Regions from separate parts of the Zea mays genome. Here region 2 is linked to region 1. Evidence: chromatin contacts called from public Hi-C data. All regions are on one chromosome and are shown on one strand. Each heading gives the region's core, a stretch centred on a gene start, on an enhancer-like site or on the middle of the called end of the contact. The rest is flanking DNA. Distances are from core to core; before and after follow the strand shown.

What was found. Hi-C and Micro-C count contacts between places; a contact is called where the count stands out from the background.
Region 2: a contact with region 1 is called in a Hi-C map of endosperm, with 2.0 times the contacts expected there. The contact joins the promoter of LOC100193464 here to the promoter of LOC100277647 in region 1. A contact is called at or near these places in 5 of 25 Hi-C or Micro-C datasets (bundle sheath, ear, endosperm and 2 more).

Annotation. Positions count from the first base shown.
Region 1 is chr8:135,286,632-135,290,065 of Zm-B73-REFERENCE-NAM-5.0, reverse strand. It overlaps LOC100277647, which reads left to right and starts at 1,739. Exons shown (of 6, transcript NM_001397640.1): 1 at 1,739-1,890; 2 at 2,012-2,114; 3 at 2,476-2,760. The coding sequence starts at 2,040.
Region 2 is chr8:135,575,021-135,578,878 of Zm-B73-REFERENCE-NAM-5.0, reverse strand. It overlaps LOC100193464, which reads right to left and starts at 2,173. Exons shown (of 12, transcript NM_001138580.2): 1 at 2,028-2,173; 2 at 1,826-1,939; 3 at 1,569-1,718; 4 at 1,057-1,160; 5 at 896-959. The coding sequence starts at 2,111. LOC100286283 reads right to left here. Exons shown (of 4, transcript NM_001159170.1): 4 at 3,742-3,858.

The DNA of each region.
Region 1 (3,434 bases), core at 490-2,989:
CCCAGTTTCGCTTTTAGAGTCTCGAGCCAATTCTACCAAAATTGTCTTGAGCCTCGAGGGCTTGTGGGGATGGATATCCCGGGTCATCAAGACGCGAACTCGCTTCATGGGCTGCTTGAATGTCACCGATAAGTCGTCCAAGGGACACATCGTGGGCCTTGACAGGAGGTAACTGAAGCCGACTTAAACTCCCACGCACTAGATCTGAGAGGCCAACAGAATGCCGCAAGACTCGGTCTGCACATGCAGGTGGGCGCGAGCTTTGCGGAATAAACCAACTTAATGCCGAAATACTTGGCGCAATCATAACAAGTAGTGGATAAACTGCATAATTATTTTGATCTGTACAAGGATATCTCCTCACTCGGCTATATAAGGCTGAGATGGTACCTCTACAAAAAGTTAGATCCCGCTAGATTGCTAGACGACCTTCATCTCCTACCCTCAGTACCCACCTGTAAACCCTCGAACTCATAGCAACATGACTACCAGAAACTCACAGGACGTAGGATATTACGCCTAGCGGTGGCCCGAATCTGTATAACTCGTCGTATTCCGTCGCGTCTAGCATAAACCATCGAGCTTCACTGTCCTACTAAAAACATTACGTGATACACTCTGTAGTACGTTGTCGGTATCAAACACCGACACACACAACTTACGAAAACGAAACCATGGGAACTGATGTTTTATATGAGTTGAGATGTATACGCGACCCTTAAAACCATAGCGCAGTACTAGATCTCAGAGCAAACAGATTAGAGAAGAACTGAGGAGTTGGGGCTGTCGCTTTGCAGCCCGTGACACATTCATTCATGGCAGCCTACACAAGCTGATGGGGAACACTACGAGTGAGACTCCCGATTCTGCGCAGTACTTAATATAATAATATAATACGCGTCGATCATTAGTGCTTGTTTGACCATGTTTGCTGCCGCTTGACCTCTAGTATCGTGCCAGGCTGGCGTCATGGCTTGTGGCTTCCAACGGCCATGCAGATGCAGGCACGCAGCTACCATGTCCTGCAACTGCTTGTTGCATCACTCCATCCATGCTTCAGACCCAAGGGATTGGATGTCAGCTGTCATCTTCGGTGTAACGTCTCGCTGGTCCTGTCAAGAAAAAGCTGGGAAAGATTACTCGTACGCTGTTCTAAACAGACTGTGATTAGTCAGGTCTTCTGGAATTTAACCTGTTTTGTTCCTACGGTTTTTTTAGTTCAACTGGTGTCTGTAAAAACTCATGCGGAATTTCTGCGTTCCAAATCGGCCCGCCCCTTGTTGACGTTTGAAGGCTGGAATGCACCTTGAAATCAGGATCTGTATTGTTTTTGGAGATTCCAATACCTCCTTCTCAGTCGCCTGCTATCTCCAAGCTGTCCAAAGTCGTCAGTTTCCCTCCCCCTACAGGCTACAAACTCCTCACCGCACCACCGCGACTGCGAGAGAAAAGGGGGAGGGGGAGGAGCGAGGAGGAGTAGGACTGTAGGAGGAGCGACGCATCGCAACGCCAACACTCACAGTTGACTATCCCACCAAGGTAACGGACACAAGCTTCCCTGCAGCTCGCTCTCGCATTCTATCTCCCTCCCAGTCCCAGACCCAGTCCCAGCTGTTGCAGCCTCCGAACATCCAAAGCTCCTGCACTGCACCCCTGTCAGTCAGGCCTCTAGCTGCAGCCAAAAACCGCTGGCCTTGAACATCTCCCCATCCGCCTCCCGCGGCCTGCCACGCGACATGATTGCGTCGCGGGCTGCTGCGGAGCTCAGCTGCCCCCGCACGCCGCTGGCGACGCCTTCTGCTTGCCCGCCTCTGCCCGCCCGTCTTCCCTGATCCCTCCTCCCCTTTGCTTCCGCACGAAGATCTGGGCGTGTCTTCTTCCGACAAAGCTGTATGTGGTCCGCTCCGCTTCACAACCCCCGCCGTATCGGTCTTGTTCGTTGTCCTGCCAGATACAGATAGGTGGCTACCACTGGCTCGCGTGACCTGTTGGCTTGCTTGCTCCTCTCCAGGTTCAGGCAGGGGAGAGTGCCTGTTTCGATGGGGAAGAAGGGCAAGTGGTTCGGCGCCGTCAAGAAGGTCTTCAGCCCTGAATCCAAGGAGAAGAAAGAGGAGGTGATGGTTCCCGGCCCCCATTCGAAAATTCTCTTGCGTTTTTTTCCCCACTAGGATTTGATCGGGTTCGTGTTTCCCCCACGCCCGGGATTCCGTAGAGTTCAGTACAAAAAAAAAGAAAAAAGACGGCATCTTGTTCGGCCTTTTCTACACTATTCTCACAGCTGGTGAATTTTTGGTTCTGCATTCTGCATCCATGTCAAGCAACCAAGACGGCATTTCATCCTCCCCTCTTTACGACTGTCTTGCGGATCTGTGATCAAAGCGCCGCCTTTTTTTCCCCTTGCATTTGTGTTTTTTGTAACTAAAGTTCGAGCTGGATTCTGATCACAACCCAGAACTTTGCCATTGGAATTAACAGAGGCTAAGGAGGAAGTCAGCAGCTAGCAACCCGACGCCGGTAGATCTGACCCCGTCTACCTCCTTGGAAGTCAATCTTTCGGTGCCACCGCCTCCAGCTCCTCCCCCAGTTCTTCACCAGGCCGAGGAGGTTGGGGTCCCTGAAGCCGAGCAGGAGCAGAGCAAGCATGTCGCCGTGGAGGAGGCCCCTGCTGCCGCCCCAGCGCAGGCGTCGGTGCTGCCACCTGCTGTGCCAACCCAGGAGCTCGCCGCAGTCAAGATCCAGACCGCCTTCCGAGGTTACCTGGTAATGTGAAAAATCATCACTTCCGAATCCACCTGTTTGTTTCTGTGCCATTTGGACGTTAGATAGGAACAATTGTGGCAGTTGGAAATTGGTTTATGTAGATGGCCGCATTACCAAGCACATGGAAGTGTTCGTTTCTGATAGCTTTTGATTAGGTCTTTGATATTTGGGGGGGTAGGAGGAGGTTTGATTCCCTCCCCAACCCCCCTGATTTCGTTTCCACACATCAACATGACCGGGCATGCAAGCAAATGTCTACTGGTGACCACCCTGCATATTTGCTCTTTCCGTGTTCTAGCTTTTAGGTGTCGGCAGCTTGCCAACCTTGCAAGCGTGAGTTGTCTAGTTGCTGTTACTGAGTGGTATCTCTTAGCTGAATACTTTAGCTATTTACATCATTGCATGTCGTGCTTTCATCTACCTATCTTTGTGGGCTAAATGGGAATTTATGGCTGAAGAAGTAGATTTTCTTGCTTTAGTTGAACCTTAGGAACTGTTACTTTTCTGGTTTAATTCCTTTCCTTCAACTAGTTCTTCACTTTTTAGGTCTGCCCTGTTGTTTATGCCAATGTGCATTTGTCCAAAGGGCCTACAGATCATTCTTGCAAAGTGTTACAGAAATGATTCTTGAACAACTGGCGGTTGGTGGCAACCACCTTTCGTCACCCATTTTG
Region 2 (3,858 bases), core at 924-3,423, 290 kb before region 1:
CAATCCGAAACGGCCTTTATATTGGTGCTTTATTGAATAATCTCCATATCGAAAAGTCGGTGACTTACATCAGGTTTAGTTCATATGCTTTTGGTTCGTCAACCTTCACCAAAAGGCAGGGGGGCATATGTTGGAACCCAAAATGACCGTGCGGACGGTCCAGCCCGGAGGCCGGACGGTCCGCGGTCCGGACCGTCCGCGGTGGTGGCGCGGACGGTCCGCGCGTGCGCAGAGTCAGTTAGGGTTCCTAGTTTCTCGCGGGATTTGTTACCTAAAACCGCGGGATTAACTCGGAAATCAGTTGGAAGCGGATCCAGACCTCCCCCTTTATATAGATGAAGGGCTACGGCCGATTGAACCCCCAATAATCGAACCAATACAACTTCTATCTCGCATTTATTTTCAGCACAATTAGGAGTAGTTCTAGTCTAGTTCTAGTTTAGCCCTAGTTTAGTATTCCAATCCCCAAATTCTCTGCCTCTCCTCGACTCTACGTCGATTAGAGGAGTCTAGGTCGGTCGGCCCGAGCCTAGACAACTCCTAGGATCTCTCCTCCCCGACGGGGTCCCTCCCGGGAGCGAGATCCAGGCGCCGCCGGCGATCTTCCGCCGCCCCTGCGCACGCGCGGACCGTCCGGCCCTAGAGCGCGGACCGTCCGGCCGTCAGGCAGGGAACCCGAGCTCCTGCACCAGGTCGCGGACCGTCCGGCCCTGTGCCGCGGACCGTCCGCGTCTGACCAGAGAGCACCGCCACGTCGCGCCAGGTCGCGGACCGTCCGGCCCCAAGCCGCGGACCGTCCGCGCCTGACCAGAGAGCACCGCCGCTGGTTCTTTTGAGTGATTGGCGCCTCCGAAAAGGTGTCAACACCAAGTATTAAAATGTGGAGGATGAGAACCTTCTGCGCCAAGCCTTCTTGTCGAAATATTTGAGGAAAGCTTTTCTGACCAATCTCAATCATCCTGCAACATATCAATGGCAACATTAGAAGTTCAAATAAAGAAAAATATTAAATAAGATACTTGGAAGTAGTAAACAGTAGCCATTAGCTTCAGCAACCTCCTTGGAGAGAACTTGAATTCCGTGTCAATATACACAACTCGACCGTCTAAACCTCCATAATATTCCGGCAATGCTGCTAACAACGCAAGCTTCAGGCAGAACTGCGATGCGCAAAACCATAACAACAAATTTAAAAAAAAACATACAAGGCAAGCAACAGAATGAGGTAATCCCAATAAATTTAGCCCAAAATGTTCTGGCTCGATAACCATTTGGCTCGAAGAAATGGTGATTGATCGGTAGATTCGATCAAAATGTCCAAGATCATTGGAAAAGAAATCACAACACAAGCAGGTGCATGATGCAGCATCACATAAGCATATACACAAGGTACATTTCCTTCTGGTTCCGTATTGCATACCAAACTCATGGAGATGCATAGCATTTACATATTCACAAACACCTGGTGCGCACTTGTGTACGCTGAACACTGTAAATACGGGCACCCACAGCACCACTAATACTACGGGATGCGCAAATTAAGCTTTGGACCTCCGACAGCAGTTCACCTGCGTTTTGCCGATCCCCGAGGGCCCAACGACCTCAGTGAGCTTCCCCGTGGGGATTCCTCCGCCCAATGCCTCGTCCAACCCGCAGAGCATGGTGGCCAGCCGGCCGCCGCCTCCTAACCTCACGCGCTCCTCCAGAAGTGAGAGCGCCTGCGCAGGGCGGGTAAATGCAGCGTAAACCCCGACCCAAAGAATCAAACTAAACCCCAAATCGACCACCGAGTCGCAAGCAGAGCATAAGGGGGGATGAGAGGTACCGTCTGGCAGGGCGGGCAGGCGGCCTCGCTGACGTGGGCGATGGCAGCGCGTGCGGTGGGAAGGCCGGCGTCGAGAATGGCCATGAGCTCCACCTCTGGCAGCGACAGCACGTCCTGGATAGGAACAGAGCGCAGGCACTAGCGCGCGCGGTTATTAGGGGAGGTGGGGTTCTAGCGGAGGCGGTGGAATCGGGACGCTGACCTTGGCGGTGTCAAGGCGGCGCGCGGCGAGTAGGTGGGCGAGGTAGAGAGGAAGCCGCATCTCCGAGACCAGCATGTTCGCCATCGATCGACGATGGATTGATGGAGGAGGGCCGCGACGACTCGACGAGGGGCTTTTGCAGTTGAGGGGGGCTAGGATTCGAAATGTTTTGTTGGCGCGCTTTTTGTGCCACTGCGCCAAGCCATTTTTACCTTATTTTGCGGCACACACAAAAAAAATTAGAGTAAAATATATTTCTGGTCCCTCTAAACTTGCGTGCATGTCAACTCCGTCCATAAACTTTTAAAGTGTATTTTTTAAAGTCTTAATCACTATTCAGAACTCTTTTAGATCCAAATGGTTTAGGATTAGGCTGCATATGAAATTCTAATCCGTTTGAACTTAAGAGAGAGACAAACAACGATTAAGAATTTAAGAGACACATTTTAAAAGTTTATAGATCAAATTGACACACTCGTACAAGTTAAGGGACCAGAAATAAATTTTACTCAATTTTGTTAACTAGTTAGTTGCTCTTATATTGCTATGGCTTTATTCATCATATAGATAAATCTTAGTGCCGATTAATAGGCTCTCAGAAATGATCTTAGGATTAATGGATCTTTGCGTTATCTGATTCATTGGAAACTCTAATGCATTTGCAAGGCAAAGGATCAACCCAATTTGACACGTTAAGTTGAACCGGTTTTCTATATGAACCGCACTCTGGGTTTACTATCTCTAGCAACATCATCTAAATTTCATTCACTAAAAGGATATTCTCTGTCACTTACAATACATTCTAAAAAAATATTGTCATCTATATTTTCTCTGTCTCCAATAATATTCTTTAAAATTCATCCTTTATATCTCATTCTTTTTAATCTATACTCTCTCTATGCATCATTGGTCACATTGGTACGATAAAGAACCAAACTATAATAAAGAATGACAAGTCGTTTGGCAGTGGCATCAAGATCCTTTAGCGTGTATGGCTGGAGACAGCCATAACTTCATTTCCGTGAACGCATACATTTTATAGGCAATTATGATTATACCATTATTAATTTAACCTTACAATTGTGATTTTATCCCTCATTTTTTTAACTTATGATTTTATTCTTTTGTTTTGAAAATAAAGTCGTTGTTTGCTCCTACTGCTTAGCACCATTGGTGAAAATCAGAGTTAGTGATAAAAAAAACTAAAGAGCAAAATCACAATTACAAGGTGCGATGAGGGTATAATCATAATTAATCATAAAATTTTCAAAATTATTTTCAAGATTAATTATAATTATACCCTTCTCTTAACTTATAATTGTGATTTTATCTTTGTTTTTTATTTTTTAATCATAAATTATTATTTTCACTAACAGAGAGAGGAAGAGAGAGGAACAAACGATAGCTTCGTTTTCAAAACAGAAGGGTAAAACCACAAAGTAGAAACACAATTGTTATGCTCCAGAAGGGTATAATCACAATTGGCACTACATTTATACATAAAACAATGTGATAATTCATGGCATCTCTTTTAGCATCTCACTCTTAACTTGTGGTGACGCCGTTAATTTAGTAATTAAGGAAAAAGGTGGATGAAAGTGTACACTATAAAAAACATTTCAGTGAACAATGCAGTCCGTTGGCTTTGGCTCTTCGTAAATGTTCAAACGGAAATGTTGTTTAGGAAGGACCAATTCATCGACAACATTAAAATATGGAAACCCAGTTGGATTGCTGCACATATGTTCAGATGCTAGGTGTTGGTTTGATAATTAGCTAGCTTCGTTTTTTTTCTTCTTCTCCAGGCCGGATTAAAATCGTAGGCTTTGGA